Linked DNA regions of Triticum aestivum: region 1 is linked to region 2. Evidence: chromatin contacts called from public Hi-C data. All regions are on one chromosome and are shown on one strand. The core of a region is the stretch at or near the end of the contact, and the rest is flanking DNA. Distances in the headings are between cores, read along the strand shown.

Evidence for each region. Hi-C and Micro-C count contacts between places; a contact is called where the count stands out from the background.
Region 1: a Hi-C map of leaf shows a contact between it and region 2, with 4 times the contacts expected there. The contact joins the promoter of LOC123047118 here to the enhancer-like site in region 2. A contact is called at or near these places in 3 of 5 Hi-C or Micro-C datasets (leaf and an unstated tissue) and 1 of 1 datasets of contacts at active chromatin or transcription factors (leaf).

What each region holds. Positions count from the first base shown.
Region 1 is chr2B:747,013,748-747,019,804 of IWGSC CS RefSeq v2.1, forward strand. LOC123047118 (probable E3 ubiquitin-protein ligase HIP1) reads left to right here and starts at 3,794. Exons shown (of 7, transcript XM_044470607.1): 1 at 3,794-4,227; 2 at 5,416-6,057. The coding sequence starts at 5,511.
Region 2 is chr2B:746,845,987-746,851,272 of IWGSC CS RefSeq v2.1, forward strand. No RefSeq gene overlaps it. Among protein-coding and RNA genes, the nearest start is that of LOC123047116, 22 kb to the left of the region's middle. Within about 2 kb of position 1,710, at least 4 of the 8 cell types and tissues checked have an H3K27ac peak or open chromatin away from gene starts, as enhancers often do. A contact at or near this core is called in leaf, where this site is marked.

The DNA of each region.
Region 1 (6,057 bases), core at 2,544-5,043, 170 kb after region 2:
ACGACTTCCAGCTGCGCTTGGACCCCTACTGAGGGATCTTACAAAAATCTGCTTCGTCACCGCCGTGTGTGTAACTTTTAAATCATTACACACGAGTACTCACATCATGCATCGTGTGTGATGCTACTGCCCATTGCAAACAAATCATTACCATAAAGCATTTGCCTTTCAACACACATGAGTCAAACATTTCAATTTTGCGCGTTACAACTACATATCACTGATGCCTAACTATAGTTTACCTTGTGCCCGTATCACACATGATCTACATACAAACATCAAGCTCGATGGATGGCCCGTCGCGCACGTGAGTATATTTCATTACCGTTTTGCGATGCATGCGCATTGTTCCGTAGAATGGTGTGTGATACATGTGTCGTCTTAGGCCCAATTTGCAGCAGTGGCGGGTCGGGGGATGGAATGGCGAGGAAGGGCGCTTCCGATAGCGGGTGTTGCAGATCCGGTCTCCGGCGGCTGCGATGGCACGCATGGGGCGCATTGGTGCTTCCGATGTTGGCCTGTGGTTTGGAACCATGGTGGTTCTTGGCTTCGAGCAACGCTCCTCAGTTCCTTGTCGGCATGGTGTTCGACTGGGCATGGCGGCTCGTGCTCTGTCCTGATGGTTGTTGATGGATCTGGCGCGTCATTCTGGAGGTTAGCCGCCGGTGGCCTCAACGAGGTGCGGTTGGTTGCGACGGATCTGGGTGCTTCTTCTTCGTCGATGGGCAGCTCCGATGGTGGTGGTGGGTTGGTGGCCTTGCCGGCGCCATTGCGGGAAGATGTGCAACTCAGGTGGTGTGGGAGCTTGGGTGAAAATACTGCGTGGCCTTGTGCCGTGACCAGCGATGGTGGCAGTTGCGGTCGTTGCTGACCTTCTTGGAGGCATCGTTGCTTTGTTGTCGCACCCCTCTCACGTGGATCCGGCCATCCGACCTCTCGGGGTGAAATCCTTGATATATGATCAGACAATGGCAACGCCTCAGTGTCGTATTCCCTCTTAGGGGATTCATCTTCGGAGCTCGGCATCGTCGAGCGGTACTGGTGCATGGCGGTGGCTGTGGCGTCTAGGTTTCTGTGGCAACCATGATGGTGGGAGCGATGTCGGCGATGCGACAGTGGTTGAGGTAGTCAGCTCTTCTTCGGCGTGTCCGTGGGGTTGCCTCGGTTTGTTTGTTGCTGTGAAGTTGAAGCTATGGCGGCGGCCCTATGGTGTACGATGACTAGCTGCAGGTGGCCCGTTCGGCGATCTTCCCTGGCACCAACCATGCTGGGTTTCGTCCTTCGTAGCTCTCCGTTAGAGTCGGAGTTGCTCTGTCTGGTCATTGGTGCCTCAGTTTGGCACGGATCTTCATACGATTTCACACAACCTCTTCATTGTGGGTTGAGTCAATGATTGCCTACGACGAAGTCTGAGTCATTGGCTCAGGGTTTAGAGATGACGATAACGCCTCTACGGAAGGTGTGAGGATGATAACGTGTGTGTGCTGTCTTAGTGATGCCCTTCTTGGAGTGGTGTGCCGCTTAGCGGTTGTGATGGTTTTGCCCGGTTTTACATAAATAACTGAGCAATCTGGTTTTCGCCCGATTTTTCTATTTAATTGAGCATCTCTTTTCTTCTTAATTAATGAAGACATGAATCCTGCCACTTTTTAAAGAAGTTGAACATTTTATCCGCAAATTTGCCCTCGTGAAATAACAAGCTACAGTCTAGGACACTCTAGCACTAGTGATTAGACCTAGCCATGGGCAGCCCGGCCCGGTCGGCTCGACCCAACCCGGCCCTAAAAAGCCCGACCCGGCCCGTCCTGATTTTTAGGTCTGACGCCCGAGCCGGGCCTTGCGAACCCAGGCCCAGGCGCCCTAAAAAGCCCGACCCGACCTGGCCCGACCTGATTTTTAGGTCCGACGCTCGAGACGGGCCTTGCGAACCCAGGCCCGGGCCGAGGGATGGCTAGTGATCCAGTCCACACGGAGATGATTTGCATTGCAGTAACGTCAGATGTGCACCGGCGGCGTCCTATGTTGAACTACAGCCTCAAATATGTTTTCTTTTAAATTTACTAGTGAACAGAAATCATCTTCATGTGTGAAACGAAGGTCCTTTTTTATACGCCTGGATAAATGGCAGTACGCGAGAATAACCCACGCATATGCTGCCTGCCTTGTGAGCCACTCTTTTGTTTCCGGCAAATTATATTCCGATTCAGCCAGTCCTTTCCTTCGGCCTTGTGAGCAGATACTGATCCTTGGCCTTTCTTTATTCCTCCATTTCACTCTCATCCATAGCCCAGAGGACAAATTACCAGCAGCAAGCGCAACAGCCAGCCATAAAGACAAGCCGGGGATCTCCGGGCCGGGCCCCACCGCGACAGTGGTTCTTTACGTAATTTAGCCCAAAGCAGGCGGAGAGCAGGGGCACCAAAGCGCAGGGAATCCAACCCAAATGGAGAAACCAGACCAAGGTACGCAAGATAAGGGGGCAAAGCAAAGAAAAGCGACGGCCGGACGAATTCCCGCCGTATATTCCCGGCACCACCGCCACCACCACCACCACCACGGCCACATGGCGCCAGCGAGCCCCGCCAGAGAAAGCACCAGGCCGCGCCGTTTGCTTATCCTGATGGGTGATGGCACCGGTGATCCTCGGGCCGAGCTCGCGCGTCAACTGCGGCGGTGCGGCATCCACGATGACATCGTCGGGATAGACGGACGGACGCGAGCGCGCCGCTGATCCACGGGGCGCACGCGCCGGCTTTTTGACCCGGGCGGCGCTAGCTCCAGCGGCGCTGACGGCGGCGACGACGTGCGCGCGCTGTGGATGAGGGGAGTGCGTGGGACGCTGACGAGAGGATCGCGAGGATAGAATACCATTTCCTTCGCTTTGCGACTTGTGCAAATGCAAAAAATCTAGTGGGCTTCTTGTTTAGATTAGATAGATGCTCCGGTGGTGAGCAGGAAAGCAGCCACGCGGAGGAGCCGAAACGTGGCGCTGCGGTCACTCGGCGGCATGGCCTTTTTTCCTGCCATCGTGCATGCCAAGGGCGTGGCCGTGGCCGCGCGATTTTTATGAACTGAGGAGGCCGTCGTTCATGCAGATGCAGAGGCGTCGATGCGGTCAAACCTCGTTTACGGACACAAAACGGGTCTTGCTCCGGGGGCGGCGGCTCCCCCCCTCCCCTTGAAAAAATGGCATGATGTAATAATGGCGAACCCTGACCAGAGAGAAATTTACTCATCCGGCCTTCACTCCCCTGTTTTTTTAAATGATGTATAGTAGTAGTAGTACTGACATGTGTTCTGTGGGGGCCTTCCGGAACACAACCCAGCATATCCCGTGGCACTTGGATTACAGATTTGAAGTATTAAATGCCCAAGATAGATATACATAAGCAAAAGAAAAGAAAGGGTGGAAAGATAGATATATACATACGTACTCCCTCTGTAAACTAATATAAGAGCGTTAGTGATCTAAACGCTTTTATATTAGTTTACAGAGGGAGTACATTAATAAGCAAAAGGAAAGAGATATAGGTAGGGATATCCGTCCAACGCAGGAGCAAAGAAGGGTGGAAAGAGATGGGGGAGCATGCAAAGAAAGGGGGAGGGGGCTGCTCGAAAGTCCAAAGGCCCAAAAGCGGCCGAAAACGCAAAGATAGACGGGCCACGCTAATCTCTGGCCGTTTTCGGAGGAGGCGTACTCCATTACAGCAGTAGCAATTAAAATTCCAGGAGAGCATTTATTTATAAAGATGTTTTAGTGGGGGAGGATCGAGATACCCTCAAAGACCAAAGCGAGAGCGAGAGAGAGTGTGCGGCGTGAGGCAGAGAGATAAATAAATCCGAATTCGGCCAAACTTCTCTCTCTCCCTCTCCCTTCCCCCCGTTCCATTACATACATACATCCATCCTTCCTCTCCTCTCATCACCACCCTCCAACCTCCCCCCGTCTTTCTCCCTCTCCTCTCCTGGTCTTTGCCAGATTTTCCTCCACCCATTCTCTCCCCGCTCCTCTCCTCTCCACCCGCATCGATCTCTCCGAATTCCGTCCCTCCCTCTCCGCCCATCTTCCTCCAGGGAAGGGATTGATTGGTTCTTCCTCCGTTTCCTGGGCCGATTCTTCCTCCCTCTCCTCGCTCCAGAGGATCGGCAGGAATCAAGACGGTGGATGCGAACGAGTTTGATCTCCGCTTGGATTGTGCTTCTCGCGAGGCGTTGAAAATCTTCTCGGTTTGTTTTTGTTCCATCTCCCTGTTTATTATTATTATTCGCTTCTTGTTTTCTTTCAATCTGCTCGTTCATTTCGCTCCCGTTCGAGTTCTTGGTTCTTTCAAAACATGGTCTCTTTTTCCCTGTTGATGATTCCTCATGGCCCATCCAGCCGCGTGTTTCCTTCGTCGAGCACGCCTTATGCCATGGCAAAACATTCACGGTTTTCCTTACTAGTAGAACAGAGTTCTTCATCCTCATGATGATTTCTCCTCCCATTCTTGGGTGCGCGAGGCAGAGATTTCCTGGCCGTTCTGGGCTGCTCGGCTGGGTCAAAATCGCTTCCCCCGTCGCTGGTCGTTCGATTTCGTGACGGGAGAACCGATCCGCTCCTCGAATCCATCCATGGATGGCTACCTTTCCTTTACTTTTCGCTGGTTTTACCGCATCCTTTCGCAAAACCGAAAGCGAAGGGAAATAAATGCGCGAGAAAAGAGGCCATTTTTTAAGCCTTGCTCCCAGGCACAACCCGTGGGCCCCAGCCCCATCGTCTGCATGCAGCCCGTCCGTCTGTTGAGGCCGCATGCAAGCAATGTGGGAATCACCGTGTTTTTCTCCCTTTTAATTCATTAATTTTATTGAATTAATTATTAAAAAAATGCGCGCATCACCTTTTGCTTGCTTCCAGCCGGAAAATAATAATGCATGCATCAGCGCAGCAGCCAGTGGCCACCTTTGCTTACAGCAGCAGAGCAGAGCAGAGGCCAAACTCGCCATCAAGTTTGGTGTACTGTATCCGCACACACGCCTCACCAAATGCGGCTCACGCCAAGATCGCTTCGGCGTACGGTTAATGCGCTCACGGATGAATCGCTGGATATCTCAGTCCAGGATGGGTGCATTTACTTCCAGATAGCAATGGGGTTATGGGTGTGGCTACTCCCAGAAGCGCACCTTTTTTTTTCTGAATGTGTGTAGATATCTGCTATCTGTCATAGATTAGGCCGCAAAGAGGACTGGATTCGCGGTGTTTTGATAGGGATCGTCTTTTTTGTTGTTGTGCCAAACCTTAATGGAGTAGCAGCATTCAGCATTCCACCATCTGAGAGTCTGCTACTTCCTCTCTTTTTTTTCCCTCTAGGGATGTTGAGATTTCAGAAGAATTTTCTGTTCCAAAATTTCTAATGCGTTTTCAACACTTGTATGTAGGTCACACTTGAATTGCTGGTGAAGAGGTGAACAGCATCTGACATGCTATTGCTGCAGAACAATCTGTAGAAGGACACCCCTTTACCCTTTCGATAATGCAAGGGCAGAGGAATTCTGTCGAACAGCTAGCTGACGTCTTCGGGTTTGATCATGGGTCTGGTTCAGGCAACCCTGTCATGGACCAGCAGGCGTACTGGAACAACATGCTTGGAGCAGCAGACTCGCAGAACCTCCAAGGTTATGAGATGAACCGCGGCGACGGGGCCATTCCGTATAGAAGCGAGGCACATCAAGATGGCCAGTTCTTAGGCTTTTGGGGGTCAGGTGAAGCTAGTTCAAGCGGCAATGCGCTGAACTATGGGAGCTCTAACGCGATCAAAGCTGAGCATCTGAACATTGGTGGTGGTTTGAGGATTGGCGAGAGGCGCCTGGCTGCTGAACACAACCTTTCTCTGGATAATGTGGACATAAGCCTTAATAATGCCAGTAGCCATGATCTATTCGGTCAGAGTTCAAATGCCAACAGCGCCTCTCAAGGCAAACAGCAACATGCTGGCAGTTCCCGTGCTGATGCCACCGCCCAGGCCACGGAGCTAAGATTGCATCCTTACAGAGCTTTCGTTTTAGACGACGAGCAGCCAG
Region 2 (5,286 bases), core at 460-2,959:
CATACGGAGTTTCAGCTACGTGCGTGGGGTGGCTAAATTTTGCGACAGGTGAGTTAATTAGGCTACGTGATGTAGGCCCATGTGCCATTGCTTGCGCCAGGAGACTCGCAATGCGGGATTTGTCAGAGGAAAAAGAGGGTGAAAGTTGCTCCCGCCCATACCGTGCATGCCTTGGATGCTTGCACGACGGACGATCACCGTATTGATTACCGGACGGACGGAGATTAGACAGGTACTGCTAGCATTGCCCGTTTTGACTGGTTTTTATGGATGAATGAATGCTTCCGCGGTCTTTCCGGTGTCATGTCATGTTTGAATTTGCTGGCCACGCCGGTTCCCGGAGTGCTTCCGTCGTCGTGGCAGAGCCCGTGCCGTGGAGGGCTGAACGGCAAGTGAGATAATAATGCTGGTAGTACTGCAGCACGATTACCGGACGCTGCTGTTCCGTCATGGTGATACGCATCAGGGCACGCCCGTGCCCGATGCCACGCGCGGGCCACGATCGATGTCACCGGCAGCAAGAGATTCACTAGTGTACTAGGATGACAAGGAAATCTCGGAGGTCAATACTCAACTATCTGCAAGTACTTTGGTGGTTACGTCGGGCGGGTGATGCTGTCGTGGTCGGCCGCGGGAGCCGAAAGGTGCCGGAGCTACCGACGCGGGCGGCGAGGGGAAAAGGTGCGGGGGATGCCATTCCCGAGCCGGGCGCGCACGGCACGGCACGGCCAGCCAGGCGGTGGCGGGCGCGCGCATGGCAAGGCGAGCGGAAATGGTGGCGTGCGTGGGGCAAAAGAGGGCGCGCCGTGTGCCGCTGGCGGCTGGCGCAGGGCGTGGCTTTGACCTTTCGGCAGCGCGCGGCGTGCTCGCTGGTGGCGTGTGGGGTGTACGAGAGTGCCGCCGTGCCGACGCGATCGCGAGCCTCGCGTCGCGTCTCGCCGCAAGTTGCGACGTCCTCGATGGTTGGCGTGATCGCGATCGCTGCGCCACACGGCCCAACACCCGTGATGCGATTTATCGTACCCAGGTACAGTAGGCACGTACTCCCTACTAGTACTGCACTACGGGATGCATCAATGCACGGTTTGGGGATACATGCTCCGCTCCGTTCCGTATCTATCTGCCGCGGCGTGCTGCTGGGGGTAACGTAAGTAAATAATGGAGTCTGTGGAGTGGAGGTGTTTGCACGCAAAAGAAAAGATTACGGCTGAGCTGAAAGCACACACTCCTATTGGTCTACATTTGGCTACAGATACTGTGCTCGCGGGAAGGGAACAAGGGAAAACACGCGGCCGCAGCTTTGGGGGCGTAACCGGGCACTGTGACTGTCTGTGAGCTCGCCTACCCTGTTCCCGGTAATAAGTCCGGTACTGACCGCCCCACTGGCCACTGGCACGTCCCCTCCTCCATTAATCTACCCATTTAGCCCACCACGCCGGGGCAGGCAGGCAGGCAGTCTGCTCGCTGTGCGTCCTGCAGCGGTTAGTTTAGCACGTCGTGATTCGTGACGCGAGATGCCATGGCAGCCGTCAAGTGCGACCATGCGGGCATCACGGCCGACGATGTTCTGGGTCTGGGGTGGAGAAAAGGAGCGGAAACCGGCGAGAAACCGGTTGACATTTCGTCGTCGCCACTGAGAACGACGCATCATCCTGCGTGCGTGTACTGTGGAAGGGGAGGGAAATCCGGGTCAAACTTGGGTTGGCGAATGGAACGGTGATGGTCCGGTAATCCCATGAGTATTGCTCTGATCCTGTGCGTACTTGGGCCCTACCTTTGGACTTGCGCGTGCCACTGATGGGATGCGTGGGGTTGTTTTTTTCTCTTTCGTTTTCGTTTTTCCACGGAGGCCGCTGCCATTTGTGGCCCTGTGGGTAAAGTGGCTTTGAAAGTTTGAAAATGGAGGCAAGACACCATTGCCCTGACACTGCACCATCGGAGCTGGTAGGCGTAGGAGCAGCAGAACTAGCTGATTAAAATACTGCTAACCCTGGCGTGTGTATGCATGCACGCATTGACTGCTGCTGCTGCTGCTGTGGCTGCGGCTTTGCGTGCTCGTGGCCCGTGGGTTGCCGAGCATCGGGCGATGTGTGGGGCGCGATGTGAGTTGAGTTCAACACCTTCAGGCCACGCAGGACGTGCAGCACTGTACTACTGCTAGTACTATAGTTGCAAAAACCTTTGCCCCTCCCTGCATGCTCGCCCTCGCTTTTGCTGTTTCATCCAAGCAATGGTCTTTGCTTCCCTGGGCCTCTACTAATTGCTCGCTTGACTCCGTCTCATGCATGCATCATGCATGCTGGGCAGAAATGAACGCGTCATCGGTTGGAAAAGGAAGATTCTTCTCCAATCAATGGATGATTGGTCCATAAAGTGGGCATTTCTCTTTGAGTAATAGTAAGGGATAAAGCAGGAACCAGGGAGATGGCCCTTTGATAAAGAAAAAAAAAGATTGATGTATCAACAAGCAATCACACTCAGGTGAAATTCTCAAACGAAAATCGAATGTTGGCTAAACTTCTTCAGTTAAAGAATAAACTTCTTCAGTTATTTTTCTCACCACCATGTATGATTTCCTTGGTGGCGCCGATCATGTCGTTTGAATGGTGCAACAGTGCAAGATGGGGAGTGAGACTGCGAGCCTTAATGGCTGCGACGACCTTTCAGACATTTACCCGTACGGTTCCATAGTCAATGGCTTAAACAGTCCAAGGACAAGAAACCAAAATGGCCCCTATCTTCTCTGTCCGCCCCGCCCACATTACTACTACTGTGCTGTGCTCCTGGCATCTTTTCTTTTAAGCAGCATCCATGTCAAATGTCTCTCACCCCTCTTCCGTAGGCCGTGTCACGGTGGAAAAAGGAGGAGAGAAAAGCACATGGTTAGCAATGATATGGTCATCAGAAAGATTATCGGTTCAGAAAAACCGTGTAAAGCCATGCATCACCTAATGTAAACAGCTACGGGTAGGATCAACAGCACCAATTAAGCTGACAAATGTGTTTTTTAGTGTTCGTAGGATGTGTTTGCCTGCCTTTCGACGCCACAACTTTACGCCACGAGTGCTTGCTCGCCTACTGCTGCTGCTGCTGCTGCTCACCTTCTTTACGTTTCCTCTAGGGCATGGCACCACCACCGTGCTTCCTGGCTGTCACACGTCTTTCTATCTTCTCTTCTCCCGAGTAGAAAGAGAGTTGGAGGGGTGGATGGAAGAGCTAGTTTCAAAATCACACCACATGTGGTGGGTTTTAACGTGATCCTCCCTCTTGCATAAATTTTTAGAAACTATGTATTTGAGAGCAACTCCAACGCGCCGACCCAAACGAACGGCGGTTTTGTCCATTTTTTATTCATTTGGGACGGCCCGGTCGACACCCATGTCCGCTTTCGCATCTGGGTTGGTGCTTGCGCCCAACGCTGGTCCGACCCATTTTTAGGTCGCACAGAAAAAACATTCCCGCAAACATTTTGAAAAATAAAAAAGTTAATTAAACATTAATGTCGGCTACGAAGGACGGTGAGAGTCCACGAGTCCACGTTTACATTAACTAAAACATTAAATAAAACTACAAAATACTAGGAGGCGCGCTGCCCTTAGCGTCCTCGTCGTCGTCGTCGGGGTCGGTGAGGTCGATGAGCGTTGGCGCCGAGCCAGCCCAAGGGAACGCCGTCGACCAGGCTCGAGCGACGTCGTCCGCCGCAGGTTGTACCACCGCCAGCTAGGTTGGCCCACCGTGGGCAAGGCGCTCCTCCTACGCGCAGCGCTCCAGCTGCTCGAGGTACTCGCCCTCGTGACGCTCCTCAGCCAGCCTTTGCTGCCGCCATTGCTCGAGGTAGGCCTACTCTTGCACCGGCTGATTTGACACCAGAGGAGCCAAAGAATATTTGTAAGTATTAGCAATTGAGTTGTCAATTCAGCCACCGGGAGATTTAAATATCTGTAGCAAAGTGAACAATAGCACAGTAATATGATAGTTTTGGTAGCAATTGTAACACTAGCAGTAGTAACTTATCAAGAATAATATATGAAAAGCTCGTAGGCATTGGATCGGTAATAACGTTGGATAATAATAATCATATAATAGTCATAACCTAGGGCGACACAGAAATAGCTCCAGTTCATCGATATAATGTACGCACGTATTCCGTAAATAGTCATACATACTTATGGAAAATTACTTGTATGACATCTTTTGTCCTACCCTCCCATGACAGCGGGGTCCAAGGAAACTAAAAGATATGAAAACCTCCTTTTAATAAAGAACCGGAAAAAAGCATTAACACATAGTGAATACATGAACTCAAACTACGGTAATCATCGGAAAGAATCCCAATTATTGTCACCTTGGGGGTATGCGGATCCTAACACTAGCAGGTGCATATGACTTGCAAGATCGGACCAAGAACGTAGAGATAATGGTGAAACAATTCAGATATGAAATCATGACACTCGGGCCCTAGTGAAAAACATTAAGCATAGCAAACTCGTAGCAATATCAATCTCAGAACATAGTGGATACTAGGGATCAAGCCCTAACAAAACTAACTCGATTACATGATGAATTTCATCCAACCCATGAGCAGCCAACAAGCCTACGAAGGAATTACTCACTCCCGACGGTGAGCATCATGAAATTGGTGATGGAGGATAGTTGATGATGACGAAGACGGAAGATCCCCCTCTCTGGAGTCCTGAACGGACTCCAAATCTAGCCTCCCAATGAAGAACAAGAGGTGATGGCGGCTCCGTATCGTAGAACGCGACGAAACTTCCTCTCTTATTTATTTTCTCCGTAAATAGGAATTTATAGTGCTGGAATTAGGGTCAGCGGAGCCACATGGGCCCCACAACCCAAAGTGGGCAGTTGCCCCCCCTCCAGTGAGTCTTGGTTCTAGAATTTTTTATTTATTCTAAAATAATTCTCCAAAAAGTTTCGTCCAATTCCGAGAACTTTTATTTCTGCACAAAAACAACACCATGGTAGTTCTGCTAAAAACATCGTCGTTTGGGTTAGTTTCATTCAAATCATGCAAATTAGAGTTCAAAATAAGAACAAAAGTGTTTGGAAAAGTAGATACAACGGAGACGTATCAACTCCCCCTAGCATAACTCATTGCTTGTCCTCAAGCAATTCAGTTGACAAACTGAAGGTGATAAAGAAAAAACCTTTACAAACTCTTTTGTTCTTGTGTCCATATATATGCTTAAATAATACCCAGGTTTTCAGCAAAGATCATGACCAACCATGCAAACAATAACTCTTAGAAATTATACTCACTCATAC